2 separate regions of the Neogale vison genome follow, and region 1 is linked to region 2. Evidence: chromatin contacts called from public Hi-C data. All regions are on one chromosome and are shown on one strand. Each heading gives the region's core, a stretch centred on a gene start, on an enhancer-like site or on the middle of the called end of the contact. The rest is flanking DNA. Distances are from core to core; before and after follow the strand shown.

The links. Hi-C and Micro-C count contacts between places; a contact is called where the count stands out from the background.
Region 1: a contact with region 2 is called in a Hi-C map of fibroblasts, with 4 times the contacts expected there. The contact joins the promoter of UGGT1 here to the promoter of AMMECR1L in region 2. A contact is called at or near these places in 2 of 3 Hi-C or Micro-C datasets (fibroblasts and muscle).

The regions. Positions count from the first base shown.
Region 1 is chr3:112,675,211-112,678,929 of ASM_NN_V1, forward strand. It overlaps UGGT1 (UDP-glucose:glycoprotein glucosyltransferase 1), which reads left to right and starts at 1,586. Exons shown (of 40, transcript XM_044242732.1): 1 at 1,586-1,772. The coding sequence starts at 1,715.
Region 2 is chr3:112,493,227-112,496,831 of ASM_NN_V1, forward strand. AMMECR1L (AMMECR1-like protein) reads right to left here and starts at 2,152. Exons shown (of 7, transcript XM_044242729.1): 1 at 1,989-2,152. It also overlaps the pseudogene LOC122903543.

The sequences.
Region 1 (3,719 bases), core at 336-2,835, 180 kb after region 2:
ATAGTTCTGTATCTTGATTTTGGTGATTACACAGATTTACATGTGATAAAAGGACAGAACTATACATACAGCTTGTATGCATGTCAATTTTTGGGTTTTGATATTGTGATATATTTAAGATATAATCATTGGGGGAACCTGGGTGAAGGGTAAATGGGACCTCAACGCACTATCTCTGCAACTCTGGTGATTCTGTGCTTCAAAAAAAAAAAAACAAAAAAAACCCAAAATGTTTTATTTTCCAAATAAGATACTGAAATTTCTGAGAAAGCTTGGGAAGAGAAACCCAGCTTTCTTAGAAGCTTTGCAGTATCACATGGTTGTATGTTAAGTATCACATGGGTGTATGTTATCACTAAGCAGTGTTGTTCATAGCAGAAGACCAAGTTAAACCAAAAAAAGTGAAAACCCAACTCCATAATGTGGTGAATTAAGAAACAATTGTTTTTACAGAAGCATCACCTGAAGTGATTTGAAGACTAGAAAACACACAATGGAACGCTAGTAACACAAAATCTCCCCCAAGAAATGCATTTTAAAACGCTCGTTTTCATTCCATAAAGTTATTTTAACTCCTTATGTTCCAGTGAAGAACAGAAAACCTAAAAGCTAGGAATCTCCAGCACAATACAGACATACAGCTATTAGGTTTAGAAGTGTTTTTAGTTCTCGTTCTGGCATTCTCTGAGGAAGGACTGTTTGTCATAAAATCAAGAGTCAGTCAAACTTTTACACTTTTTATGTACTTTAAATGTATATATTTTTTAAGATTTTATTTATTTATTTGACAGAGAGAGATCACAAGTAGGCAGAGAGGCAGGCAGAGAGAGAGCAGGAAGCAGGATCCCTGACCAGCAGAAAGCCCGGCGCGGGGCTTGATTCCAGAACCCCGGGATCATGACCTGAGCCGAAAGCAGAGGCTTAACCCCTCTGACTTAGTTAAAACTATATACTCCAAAGAGGTATTCATTTGTGGGTGGGTAAATTGATTTGCCCTGTGTCACATATTCTAAAACAATTTTGCAGTGATTGATTTGCGCTCCGCGCCCCCGCTCAATCAAAGGACAAAATAGTCCTTGCACAGAAGTTGTCGCTGCCGGTATAAGCTAAATCGTCTCACAAAATTTGAAAAAGTCTTCCTTTCCCACGCCCCCAGGAACGGTAGTTACCAAGATTTAGAGGTTAAGATAAAGTCCAAGTTGCTCAGAAACATTAAGCAATTTTGTTCCCTTATTGTGCAGCAGTTCTTTTAATATAAGGGTTTAAGGCAGTAGACTCTGAAGCGTCCTACAGTTCAACTCGGAAAAGTGGCTTAAACTGGTATCCGGCTTCATCACCTGATAACGGTTTTTGGGTCTCAGCGATCCCTCCTAGTCCCATTTCCGAGATCTTCAACGTGCTGTCCTTCCCAACGGCGCTACACAGAGGCGAGCAAAGAGGGAGGTGGTGCTTCCTCGGATACAAGATGGTGACCAAGCGGCGCTCTAGGCTGCCTCAACCGGGACTCGGTAGCCGGAAGTCCTCCGGCTCTCGCCATTAGGAAGCGGAAGTAAAAAGTGGCCTGCGGCTGGGCTATTGCTCCGCGAGACCGGCTTGAGGGGAGCCGCGGGAAAGGAGCGTGTCGGCCGCTCACTGGCGCAGCCGCTGCCGCCGCCGTCACCGCCCCGCCCCGGCGTTGTCGCTGGCATCGTCGCGGACGAAGCGCGGGCCCAGCATGGGCAGGAAGGGGGACGCGAGCGGCGCGTGTGCCGCGGCTGCGCGGCCGGTGACAGGTACGCCTGGCTTGACGTGGGGAGGTCTCGTGGACGGGGAGAGGGTCTGGGACGCGAGGCGACCCCGTGCCCCGGTCACCTTGAGCTTCCGCTTCTTTCCTGACTCAGTTTCTCTTTCCGTGCCCCAGTCCTGTCCTTATTTGCGCGTCCCCCGAGTTGCCCTCAGTGGTCTCTGGGCAAGGCATCAATTCTGCGGGAGTGACCACGGACTCTCTTAAGCGGTTTTGAGTCTTCAGTGAAGAGCTTTGAGGCCAGTGTGCCCAAGTGCAGAAGGAGGTGGGGGAAGTTCCCTAACCTGAATTTAGATCAACCCTGACCCCAAGTAGGTTGAGAACCAGCAGTTTGCAGGACTCTGATTGGGGAACGACTTCATTTTTTTATAGATTTCTGTTTTCCCTAAAATGAATTAAAGTGATGCATATTGGTTGCCGTTTTCATTTAAATACGAGGATCTGTTGGCTGGAGATTGGATGATCCGGTTTCACTTTTTGTGGGACCTGTCAGAAGAATAAGATCTGCATACATCGCCAATAAGTTATGGATGTCAACAGTTCTTCGTTGGCCAAATCTCCAGATTGTTTTGCATTTCTTGCCAGATTTGAGAACTAGCATATTTTGTTAATTTGAAGTCCGGAGGTCTTATACCTTACTGTGCTACACTATCTTAGAAACATTCATCGTGCACTTGCTGGCCAGTTTTAGTGTGATGTTTGAAACACTTTAAATAGTTACTTAACACACAAAATTTGGGATGATTGTAGCCTTTCCACTTGGCTTGCTTTTGACAAACTTTACACTTTTTTTTTTTTTAAAGATTTTATTGATTTTTACAGAGAGAGAGAGCGCGAGCGCGAGCAGGGGGAGGGGTGGAGGGAGAGGGAAAGAGAATCTCAAGCAGGCTCTGCTGAGCCTGAAGGGAAAGCCTTGATCTCTGGATCCTGAACTCATGACCTGAGGGGAAATCAAGAGTCTGAGCCTAACAGACTGAATTGAAGCACCTAGGTGCCCCCACACTCATTTTTATTAAAGGAAATAAACATTGCTTCCTACAATAGGATGGCAGCTTTTTTTTTTTTTTTTTTTTAGGATGGCAGCTTTATAGTGCATGTTTAGCTTAAGAGGAAGAAATTGAACTACGCAGAAAATTCTGTTAGATCTTCTCTGCAGTTACCAGTGATCATTTTCATACCAAATGAATAGTAACTACTTAAAAAAATTGGATTTATGGGGTTCACAGCAAACGGTCTTGCTAATAGGTATAAATGCATATTAAGTTTAATTATTTGGAAAGTAAATTTATTTCTCTAGAAGAGTCCTTCCTAATATTTTCCCTCACTGTTAATCATGTATGTTGAAGCTCAGGTGGCTGTCTGTAAGCTTGCATCGTGCACGTTGTTTTTTTAAGTTTGCCAGCTATTATCTTCAGTTTAGAAATGGAAGAAGTTGGTGATTTAGAATTTTATGCCTCCTCTGTTTTCCAGAAAGTGAAAGGTGTTTGCCATAATACAGTTTTTATTAATATTTCCAATATCCTACTGTAGATCAATGAGTAAGAGATAGTCATTAATTTAAACTAAGGAGAATGGGCCAGACTGGATCTTAAAGATAGTACATTTGGACCTAGGACTTATTTATTTTTATTTTTATTTATTTTATTTTATTTTATTTTTTAAAGATTTTATTTATTTATTTGAGAGAGAGAGAGACAGTGAGAGAGAGCATGAGCGAGGAGAAGGTCAGAGAGCGAAGCAGACTCCCCATGGAGCTGGGAGCCTGATGTGGGACTCGATCCCGGGACTCCAGGATCACGCCCTGAGCCGAAGGCAGTCATCCAACCAACTGAGCCACCCAGGCGTCCCTATTTTTATTTTTTTGAAGATTTTATTTATTTATTTATCAGGGAGCACAAGCAGGGGGAGCAGCAGGCAGAGGGAGAGGGAGGAACAG
Region 2 (3,605 bases), core at 902-3,401:
CTCAGAGTTTTGATCTTTGGTTGTCTTAAAAATTAGTTACTTGGGAAGGGAGGGAGTCAGACCTTATGTACTTTTAAAAAACGTAAAGGGTAAGCATAATACTACATCACTATCTAGGTCACTCTACTGGGATTATGGAAAATAAACTTGTCTTTATGAATTTACTTTAGGAGAGCAAGCAGAAGGAAATTCATTAGTATTAGGACCTTCTCAAGGAAGCAGAAAAATACAAGTGAGAAAGTAAACCTATATCCTAATGTCCTAGCACAGGACTAAAACCAACAACAGCAACAAATTCTAAACATTCTAAATATGTCCAAGGTAATACTCACTGAAAGCAGATAGTTTGTATTGCCAGGGGAACAGCTATAACAGAGGAGAGGAATTATTTTGTCTCGGAAATGAACTTTCTTCCTTCCGATTCCATTCCTTCTCCCTGTACCTAAGACAGAAATGCAGGTGCAGTGAATGAACAAAATCAAGGCAGCCCAGAAGATACCGTTTTTGAAAAATTACAACTCCATTGAGCAATTTCTAGGAAAAAAGAAAAAAAAAAAGAAAAAGAAAACAACAGCTAGGAACAAGCTCTCCCTACTTCAAAACATTTCCAAATCTAAATATAAGGTAGCAATGTCAGTCCCAGGCACTGAATCACCTCATCCTTAGCGTCATCACCAAGAAGGGAGGACACAGAGGATCAAAGGTTTTATTGAACCTGAACATGAGACATACATTAAAACTTCTCCACCACTAATTTAGATCAAAACTTGCTCTCAGGCCAAGATATACCATTTCAAGGCTCTCTACTGGTTTCAGAATACAAGCACATTCCCAAATCCTCTGCAAAGATGGTGTTGAAGAATTACTGGACAGCATGCTAGGGTCCTGAGGACAGGTCATCTTGTCACCCCAGGTGGACATGATAATTGTTGGTAAGAGTCATCCATCCTTACTATTAGTTTTGCACAAATCTCTTCATAATCTCTTCAACAACTCTCCCCACCCCAAAGTAGTAGAGAATTAAGCTATTCCCAAAGATGTAAACAGGAGACTCCAAGCCCCACCCACACTATCCAAGGAGAGGGCAGTGAAAGAGGATAGGCCCAGAGGGATGAGGGTAAGGGAGTGTAGCAAAGTGAGGAGTTCAGATCAGGACAGGGAAGGGAGGAGGGCAAGGAATGAAGGGCAAAACCTAAAGCCCGGAAAGGAGAGAGAGGCAAAAAACCCAAAGAGTTTAAGCTGAAGAGGTAATGGAAATGGGGCTATGGGTGGATAAGGAAGCAGAGAGTGAGGGTGGGGCTTGGAAAAAAGAGAAGAGAAAGAGGAGAAAAAGCGTGCGCGTGAAAAGAGAGTTAGGCAAGAAAAGGACGAGAGAGTGGGCAAGGAGAGGCCGGAGCAGGGAGGGGCAAAGCAGGCAGAGAGAAAGGTGAAAGGTAAGAAAAAAAGGGGTGGGGAAAGAGAGTACGAGGCTCTGGGGGTAGTTGGGGAGACGCCAGAGCGACGGGTAGCGCACCGAGGGCCGAGCCGCGGGGGTGGAATCCAGACGCCGGGCGGGGGAGGGGGCGGCGGGACAGTGGGTGGGGGCCGCCAGGCGGCGCCGGAGACCACCAAACTTTACATAGACCCGAGACTGTTTCCTGGAGGGAGTGCAGAAAGGAGCTGGAGGCTCGCCTGGCCTCGCCTCACCTCACCTCGCGGCCCAGGGCAGGGGCGTCCGCCTACCCCTCCCCAGCAAAGCCTCCCGACCCCCCTGCCCTCGGCGGGGACACGCGGCCCGCAGGCCCCGCTCGCCTTCTTCCCCCGCCACCCGACAGCCCCTCCCCCACGCTGCCCCGGGACCCCCGCCGCTGACCCCAGAGACCCCGTTTCCGGGCCCCTCCGCTCGCTCTGGGGTGAGAAGGCCCGGCGGGCACGGCGGCAGCAGCCCGAGGGAGGCCGGGCCCGGCGGGGGAGGAGGAAGAGGGCGCGGCGCAGCCCGAGTTTCCCACCTTTTCTCCTGGCCCAGACGCAGCTGGGGTGGACGGGACCTCTCGCGCTCTGCCTTCTTCTCCTGCTTCATGGAGCCATGCGCCTAGGTGGAGGCTCCCGAGAGAAGCGGGCCCGCGGGCGGGCCGGACGCGCGGCGCGGACGGGGCGGGGCGAAGAAGGCCGGCGGGCGGGCGGAGGAGGAAGCGGCGGGGCGGCGGTGGCGGCAGGGAAGAACTGCTAGAGGTATTCCCCGGGCTGCTGGAGGACTGAGTCTAGCCGGGACCCGAGTCCTCCAGTATCCCAGCAGCAACCGGAGGCAGTGAGGTAATGGAGGAAGAATGTAGGGAGTCCTCCAGTGGACCACACGCCCTCTAGCGAGCCGCGAAAACCATAGAGATCCCGGAGCAGCCAGAGCACCGCCCCGCTACTGTCACGTGGTCTGAGTCCGCGCACTTTATTGGCTGGCGCCGACTCTACGGGGTTGAATTTAGAGGGCTGCTTTCCATTCGTGGGGCTGAGTCCCAGGCAGTTGGAATAAAAGGGTAGTCGCCGAGCGATTCCGGAGTCGCCGGCTGGCCAGCCTCATATCTGAGCGCCACGTTCCGCCCGCTTAGCCACCCGCACGGTCGGCCGGCGCATTGCACGCCGGGCTGCCCGGCCTCTGCGAACGGACGTGCAGCGCGCCGGGAGATTTCGTGCGGGCCCGGGAGGGCAGCGTTGTAGGCGCCGGGGCCCTGCTGGGGTTTCCCGTCCTGCGGCCTGGCCCTAGCCCTTCTTAGCACCCGTCACCCAGCTGCCCACGGCCCTTCCCCCACAAGCGCCCACGCCTCATGTTGCCTCACGCGACCCGGCCGCAGCCTTCAAAAGCAGCCAGGAACCGGGCAGCTCAGAGCCGCGTAAATCAAGCTGACCGACTGGCGACGGCCATGCCTGAGGGAGGTGTTCCAGGCCCCTTGCCAGACTCTTCACGGACCTAGAAGGGCAAACAGCACCCAGCCTTTGGTATCGGAGTCCATCTTTCTGTCTTGAACCCCCGAATTCCCAAGCAGGAGAGGACTTCGATGCAATTACCCACAGGACAGGATGTCAATAGGCCCAGTAACATTGCTCAGCATTAGCAGGGCAAGGGTCTCAAAAACACCAATATAAAACATTAAAAAAAAAAAAAAAAAACAAAAAAACTAAGAGTAATAACTTCAATTTCCAGTACTTGCTATTTGATTTGAGGACTTGGCATTTTTGTTAATTACAGATGGAATTGCACTAAGTCTTGTTTCCACCCTGCTCCCACACCCTCACCATTCCAAACGCAAACTGTACAGGCCCTGCAGCAAAGGCATGCCCTCTTTTAAAGCATTGCCAATCTTGTTAACAAAGACTCAAACCCACAGATAGACTGTTTTGTGTTTTGCTATTCTGTTTATGCACAAAGGAGTCCTTAACATGTTTGTCCTCAAGGAGCAAAGAAAAGTATCTAGTAAAAAATGCAAATCGTATCTGACAGTGAAGCTTTCCAGCAAAAACCTTCTGCTCTAGAATGCATAATGTACTCAAGCATAATCAGATCTACTACTACAGACTTCTAGCATAATTACCTGTAGGCAACAAAAACTGAGGAAACTGAGTATCCGATTGGT